Linked DNA regions of Pan troglodytes: region 2 is linked to region 1. Evidence: chromatin contacts called from public Hi-C data. All regions are on one chromosome and are shown on one strand. The core of a region is the stretch at or near the end of the contact, and the rest is flanking DNA. Distances in the headings are between cores, read along the strand shown.

What was found. Hi-C and Micro-C count contacts between places; a contact is called where the count stands out from the background.
Region 2: a Hi-C map of induced pluripotent stem cells shows a contact between it and region 1, with 2.1 times the contacts expected there. The contact joins the enhancer-like site here to the promoter of MSRB3 in region 1. A contact is called at or near these places in 1 of 7 Hi-C or Micro-C datasets (induced pluripotent stem cells) and 1 of 1 datasets of contacts at active chromatin or transcription factors (stem cell-derived excitatory neurons).

What each region holds. Positions count from the first base shown.
Region 1 is chr10:30,768,248-30,772,170 of NHGRI_mPanTro3-v2.0_pri, reverse strand. MSRB3 (methionine sulfoxide reductase B3) reads left to right here and starts at 1,744. Exons shown (of 8, transcript XM_016923087.4): 1 at 1,744-2,045. The coding sequence starts at 1,817.
Region 2 is chr10:31,157,100-31,160,834 of NHGRI_mPanTro3-v2.0_pri, reverse strand. LOC134807558 (a long non-coding RNA gene) reads left to right here. Exons shown (of 4, transcript XR_010148279.1): 3 at 48-107. Among named protein-coding and RNA genes, the nearest start is that of GNS, 130 kb to the left of the region's middle. Within about 2 kb of position 1,259, at least 3 of the 24 cell types and tissues checked have an H3K27ac peak or open chromatin away from gene starts, as enhancers often do. A contact at or near this core is called in induced pluripotent stem cells, where this site is marked.

The DNA of each region.
Region 1 (3,923 bases), core at 495-2,994:
TACAATGAACTCTCTATTTTTACTAACATGAATTAGGTTGTAATGATATTGCATTTTTTATAATTCTATATTTTTGTATGTAAGGTTCTTCACTAAAATATTTTAAATATAGGCATAATTATTGCAATCCTTTGAAACATGCTTTACACTTAGGGAGCTTCTATATTTCTTTCTACAAATGGCTGTGCCCATTTTATTTTTGTTTTTAAACAAACATTTGGACTATGGGCAAAGAACTTTGCAAAGTGTTGTGGGGGAAGTAGAAAAACAGACACTTATGTAACACAAGGCTATAAAAAAAGAGGAAACGGAGGGAATACTGAAGAGCTTCTTCAGTATTTCCAACTACCTAGGCTCTAGGTACCTAATTAAATAGTCATGTTATGTGTCATTTAAGTCCTTTATTCATTGCATTACAATTTATTCACCATTACTTTATCTGGGTCATCTACCCTTAGTCCCATTATAATTGCCAATGCATTAAGGGTGACATTTGCCCATTTGCTATATGTAATTCACAGGATGTGGTGTTTTTCAGTACCAGATGTTTTGAGGGGAGCCACTTGCAATGGACTGTTTTTTGGTGTATGTGTTTTAATAGTTTGCCAGAACTGAGTTTGATTTGAAACAAGGTTCTTGATTTTCAAATATAGCATTTTCAAACAAATAGTGTGATGTACAAATTAACATCACTTTAGTTCACGTTGAAATAATCCACACTCTAAATCTGTTTGACATTTACCCCTTAAGTATTTTGGATCAATAAATCATTTCTGTATCATCTAGCATCTTAAAATGTTCGTAAGTAACTACTTAATACCCTACATATCCAGGTCCTGTCCCATTAGTTTGAGGGAAAAAATATATTATAGTAATTAAGACATAATTATGTTGTCTTGAAAAGCTAAGGGTCATTTGGACTTGATTACCCAAGGAGTTATCAGTGCCAAGGAAAATTAGGCAACTACAGGCTTGGGCCTGTAATTAAACATCTAGGACTGACATTTTGTTCATCAGAGGTGGCACCTTCTGAATGAATTACACCATTTCATTTTAGACAAGCTACGGTAAATACAAAACAAGTGTGTGGAGGGGGTTGGGGGGTGGACATGAATAGAGATTGGAGGTGGAGAGAAAGACCGGTGTAAACTTAAGCATTTTGTTGTGAAAAACTATTGTTCAGCCAGCCTGCCTGGGCTCCATATATGGTGTTCAAATATAAGTTTGGGACGAGCACCTTTGCAATTTTGGCCAAGAACACACACACACTCACCCTCCTCTGCTAGAGAGGGCCCGCTCACCTGGAACGCAGGCGGCTGGTTCTCCGTATTACAGTGAGTGCTCGTTCTGTATGTATAGGATGACCAAGTAACTAACTGGCAGCCCTGCTCCTGCCTCACTCTCCCACAACTTTTTATCCCCTCACCACCAACGCTCTCAACCCCTGACACGTCTTCCCACAGGTCCCTGGCTCGCTGTCCGGTCTCTTCGTGTTGGTTTGTCCGTTTCCCACTCCTTCAGCGGTCTCAGGTGGAACACGCCAGGTGGGCGTTTGGCTGTGTTCTGGGGTCCCGAGTTGGAAAGGAATGCCCCCAGGCAGAAGGCGGCCGGCAGCCCTGGGGCAGAGGAGGACGAGGGGGGAGGAGAGGAGCAGGAGGGCAGGGCAGAGAAGGAGGAGGAGGAGGACGGTGCAGAGGAGGAGGAGGAGGAGGAAGAGGACAGGGCAGAGGAGGAGGGAGTTGGCGGCCGCCGAGCCCCGGGCAGCGGGCCCCGTCCGCGGCCGGCGCGCTCCGTGGTCCTCCCTCGCTCGTCTCCTATGCTCATATTTGGACTCGGCTGCCCGTGCCCAGGAATTTCCCGTCATGCCTCCCGCCGCCCCGTCCGTCGCCCGGAGCCGGGGAGGGAGGGAGCGAGGTTCGGACACCGGCGGCGGCTGCCTGGCCTTTCCATGAGCCCGCGGCGGACCCTCCCGCGCCCCCTCTCGCTCTGCCTCTCCCTCTGCCTCTGCCTCTGCCTGGCCGCGGCTCTGGGAAGTGCGCAGTCCGGTAAGTTCGGGCTCCCCTCCCCTCTCCTCCTCGCCTCACCCCTCCCACCCCGACCCTGCCACGTTAGGGTGTGACCCCGAGCCGGGATTCCATTCTGCGCCTGCTGCGCCCCCTCGGCCGCCTGCGGGGACAGCCCCTGCCTCAGCCGAGAAGGGGAGCAGAAGGGTTGCGCCCCGCGCCAGCGGTGAGGGGCCGAACAGAAGGAGGTCAGGGCTGGTTTCCCCCCACCCGCCGACGGGAGGCGTCTGGCAGCCTCACTGACACCTTATCCTGTCCCGGGAGCGAACCTGAACCCGCGGGAGCCTCTCGCCCCGCGCGGGCCCCGGAGAGAGGGATCTGGCGGGGAAGCCCGCGGGAGGCAGGGGAGGGGTCCATCCCGGAGCCCTCTGCTCTGTGCGTCGAGCCTGCCGGGGTTGCCGCTCAGATAACGGGCCCGAGGCGTGGGAACCGGCCCGCCAGGCCTGCGCTTTTCGCCGCGCGCCTCGGAGAGGACGGGGGCGCGGGGCGGCGGGCAGGCGGCAGGGAGGGGCGCACCCGGGAGCGCACCCGCCGCCCGCCCTCCCTGCGCTGCTGCCCCCCTGCTGGGCCAGACTCCCGCGGGCCCGGCTGGCATTTCACAGGCCAAAATCGAACAGAACCCCGAGTCTGCCAGGTATCAGTTTTGCTTTGTTTTTAAGCAGAAAAAGGCATCCAAGTCTATTTTTGAAGTTTTACACTGGGCTATTTCGAGTCAAACTATATGAATGAAAAGTGCTGTTCCTGCCTTGTTTGGTTTAGGGCTAATAGCTATCGGAAGTGGCAGTTCTGAAGTCGTTACAGTAAGACTTTATAAGATAATCTTCTTGAATCATGTGGGAACTGTTGGGGGGAATTTAATATCAGATTATTATTTTAAAAAGCAGTTATTTTAAAGTACAAAGGTAGGGATAAAGGTAAATGTGAAATTGCATGGACTTTTACATTTGTGATGAGTAGTCGTCAAAGCTTCTTGCTTCTTAATTTTATCTGGAATGGAAGAATATAAATTATAATTCCTTAGAGCTGAGATTTCTTAGGAGATTTTAGTTTGCTTTTGTTTTTTCTACCAATAGACTAAATTGTCCAATAAGATATGGCAAACTAGGACTCATAAATTAGTTGAAACATGACTCTATGAAGCATAGATTATATTCAGTACTCTCTGGTTTATCTCTTCATATTTTCATTTGCAGCGCTGGTGGCAAGATCGATTTTCAAAAACAATTTTGTCTATAAAAAAACTTCAGGGTTCATATAACTTATAAAATTGTCAGTTCAGATTAATGGCAGATATTTACAATATTTAACTTTATTCAATTTGCAATTTGTAAACAGTAACTTGAGCAGTGATATCAGTTTCATGTTTCTTTCTGCATAGTGTTGTTTTTCAAAAAAAACCTGTTTTTTATAGATTCATATTTTGGAAGTAACTTTAATAGCACTTCTTGGGAAATACAACAGGTTCTAATTTCACATTTTTCAATGGATTTCTAAAAAATACTGTGCTGGATAGTGAAGAGTGGATTTTATTGCCAGGAAACATATGTATGCTTTCTTTTTCCTCAGTGATGTGTTGACTTACCTAATACTTGTGGTGAAACGGCCTTCGAAGACCGGAATCCACTGTACTGGCCCCTTGCCAGTAATTTTGAACATCAAGTTTATATTTGGACCATTTAAACATATATTCTTTTAATTCCGGTCCCAGCTGATATATCAGTCTAATTTCTGATGACTTTTATTAGGGCCCTATATGAATATCTGGAAATTTTTATATTAAGATAAGTAGCTCTTTGCCATCTAGAATTTTGTCACAGTGCTTAAACTGCTTGTATGGCAAGGTTGCAGCATACAATGTAA
Region 2 (3,735 bases), core at 10-2,509, 390 kb before region 1:
AACACAAAATAACAATTAATATTTATTGAGTGCTTCCTGTTTGACAGGCACTGTGCTAAAAGCCTTACATGGATTGCCTCCTTTAATTCTCATAACCACCCCTCAGAGTAAGTACCAGTGTTTCTTCTTTTATTTTTAAGAGACAGGGTCTCACTTTTCCACGCAGGCTGAAGTGCAGTGGCACAATCATAGCTCGGTGTAATCTTGAACTCCTGGGCTCAAGTGATCCTCCTGCCTTGGCCTCCCAAAATGCTGGGACTACAGGCGCGTGCCACCACGCCTGGCTTTAGTGTTCCTTCTTCTGCAATAGATGAGGAAACTGGAGCTTGGAGAGGATGTTACCTTCTCAAGGTCATAGAGCCAGAGAGTGGCAGAGGATGAAATTGAACCTGGGTGTGTGGCTGTAGCTCCCTTATTCTTAACCACTTGGTGACGGTCCTTCTAAAAGCCTGTCCCCCGCAACCCCCAAACCACTGCACTAATGTGATGTAATGGAAGATTGTGACCTGGGAGGCAACGGGAGAGGATACTGTACTACAGACACTCAGAAAATCTTTCTCTCTCAGAGTCAGGGTTGGACTGGAACAACTGCTGGCCTCTCATGGTGTGTGGACACCACATGGGCAACTAGATCCTAAAATACAGTGACCCACACTGGTGTCCCTCCTCTTTTAAGTTGCTTTGGGAACAAAAGGGCCATGATTATTAAAAAGTCATAGTTTTGCAGGAAATGGAAGCCAAGACCCGTTAACAGGGGTACAGCTAATGGGCATGGTGTATGAAAGAGGCAAGGGCCGCTTGGCATTGTTTTTCACTCTTAGATAAAGCCGGAAAGGACCTCAGAACAATGGCGTGTTTTAGCCTAAAGAGAAAAAAAAGTATGTTTCTAATCTGAGGGAAAAACGATGGTGTGTTAAAGAATATGAATTAGTGGATGCTAAAGAGGTCTGTTATTACTCACAAGGGCTAATATTCACACAGAATTGAATTTGACTAGGCTGGCAGAAAAACTTCCAAATATTCCTTTCTGTCCAATGTAGGGATCAGGCATTATCGCCCCAAGGCAGATTAGCCTTAATTGGGCATACATTTGCGAACATTAGCATAATGCCTTTCCATTTCTTCTATTATCTTAACGAATTGCTTTACATTGGCTCTCCTATTGCCTTATCTTTCTTGCCAAAAGCACTTGATGGCCCAGTGAAAGGCACTTGGACTTCCCTAAAGATATGCAAACTTCATTAGCCTTGGTTCTTTAAAGGTGTTAGGCTACGCTTTCAAGACAAAAGTCTGGGATAGTGTCAAGGGATAGGGTGGACTGTCAGAGTAAGAGACACCATGGGTTTGCTGCTTGGCTTCCTTAGTTAACACACTGTGTTTTGCCATGTGAAGGGAGAACTGACAAGGTATTTGGGAACTGAAAAATCGTAGTTACGACTGAGTTCACAAAACTCTGAGCTGGAGTTGGACATGACATTACAGCTTCTCCTGGTAGACGACCTGTGTTCCTCAAGGTCTCCCAAAGGCATGACTAACCACTCTCCTCGGTGTTATCCCGATTCTCCAGTGAGCCATGACCTCATATTATTGACACTAAGAGCAATGTTCTCAGGCCAGGATGGGACTCTGGAGCTTCACAGACCAGTAAAGTCACATTCCTTCCCTCACGGAGTTTAAAGTCCCGCAGGGAAGGACAGATGGGTGAACGAAAGGCAAACACCAAATGGTAAATGCACACTTGGGAGCTTCCTCTTCTTTGAGATAAGAAGGAAGGCTGAAGAAACAGAAATGTTGAGAAGCTGGTGTGGGGAAGTACAGCAGGTAGAGGTGGGAGAGAGTGACGGAATCTCTACTCCATTTGAACAGGAGATGGGAATTTGGGCTGTAAGTGAAGGAGGTGGGGGGAAATTGCGCTGCAGGAAAGTGAGAGAGAGGTGAAATGAAATAATTGCAGTGGACGTTGGAAATTTAAATCAGATTTAAAAATACTCCTGCCCCTGGCTTAGGAAAAAAAATGAACATAGGTAAGCCTTATCGAAATAAACATCTTCCTTCCATTTCATTTGTTCCAGTTTATGTTTGGAGGATTTGTATTTGATCAGATAGTTAATAAACAGATGAAATATGAGTACAAAGAGAAAGAGTTACCGTTCCTATACAATCTAAGATGAAAGCTTTGGAAAGGCTCGATAAAACTGAGTTACCAAAAAAGCATCATTGAATAAAAGGTGAGAGAGACAACTATAAGAGAAAAAAAATCATAAAAATCAGTGGAGGGAATTTTGTTTCACAAGTGTCTTAAGGTTCTCACCATATAATAAGCAAACACTGGGCACTGTATATGATGTACAATGGTTTGGTTTGTGCAACAGAGACTAGCAGCAACTTGGTGGATCTGCATTCAGGAAAGAGACCCTGGCCATGCATCACATGATTGGTGAATACATGCATAGTTAGATGTATGTTCCAGGTTAAAGTGTTTAGTGAGCTCTGCATGTATCATTTTAATGATTCTCTGTTTTACTGACTTTTTTGATTTTTCAACCAATTCCCTGTCAGGTATGGTTGGATAAGAGGTATAAAAGGAGAGTAAAAAGGCTTGGGGTTTTGTTTTTTCCTCCTTCACTTGAAGTGAGCAGGAGTGTGATTATTTCATCTGACCACTAGATGTCACTATTGCTTCATGGAAATATTTTCCAGCTGCTTTGGCTCTAGCAATTTACGCTGGACATTTTACTCTTAACTGAGTGCTTGTGTGAGGAAAGGCAGAATGGGTCCCATTGTTACCTCCTTCACCTGTGCTCTAATCTAGTAAAGTTTAAAAAGTATATAGACGTGGCATTTGAATAAGGGGCACCCAGGTACAAAGTTCCCAGCTAAGGATCATTATTTCTTGAAGAATGACTTCGAAAACGGCTTCCTTTTATTTTATTTTTATTTTTATTTTTTGAGACAGAGTCTTGCTCTGTCACCCAGGCTGGAGTGCAGTGGCATGATCTTGGCTCACTGCAACCTCCGCCTCCCGGGTTCAAGCAATACTCCTGCCTCAGCCTCTCAAGTAGCTGGGATTACAGGCGAGCGCCACCACGCCCGGCTAATTTTTGGATTTTTAGTAGAGACAGGGTTTCACTATGTTGGCCAGGCTGGTCTCGAACTCCTGACCTCAAGTGATCCGCCCGCCTCGGCCTCCCAAAGTGCTGGGATCACAGGCGTGAGCCACCTCGCCCGGCCCAGCTTCCTTTTAAAACAAGTAGAGTGATTTATTTTAAGTAAGGGAAAATAAATGTTCTGTCTGATTTAGGGCATACACACTACCTTGTGTCCAGTGCAGGTCACTCTGTCATAACAAGCCCCACCAGGTGGCTATCCCTGGCTGCACAAAGGGTAAAGCTGCCGCTGAAGCCCAGCACCCCTCCCCAATGTGAGCCCCTACTCTATATGCTGAGGAATTCCTCAGGTCAGTAAAGTCACCTTCTGAGGAATTCCTCAGCATATAGAGTAGGGGCTCACATTGAGGAGGGAGGAGGGCCAGCCCTACAGTGTCCTGAGCTGGCCATGGAGATCCCCTCTACAGACCCTGACATCTGTTTCAGGGACCTCAGAGTTGAAAGAGCTCTTGGAGGGCACCTGCTTCAGTCTCCCACTTACTGCAAGCAATCCTTTGGTAACATCCTTGGTACATGAGTGCTCACCTGCTGGAACACTCTCTGTACTAAGATCCCTACTTGGTTGGGT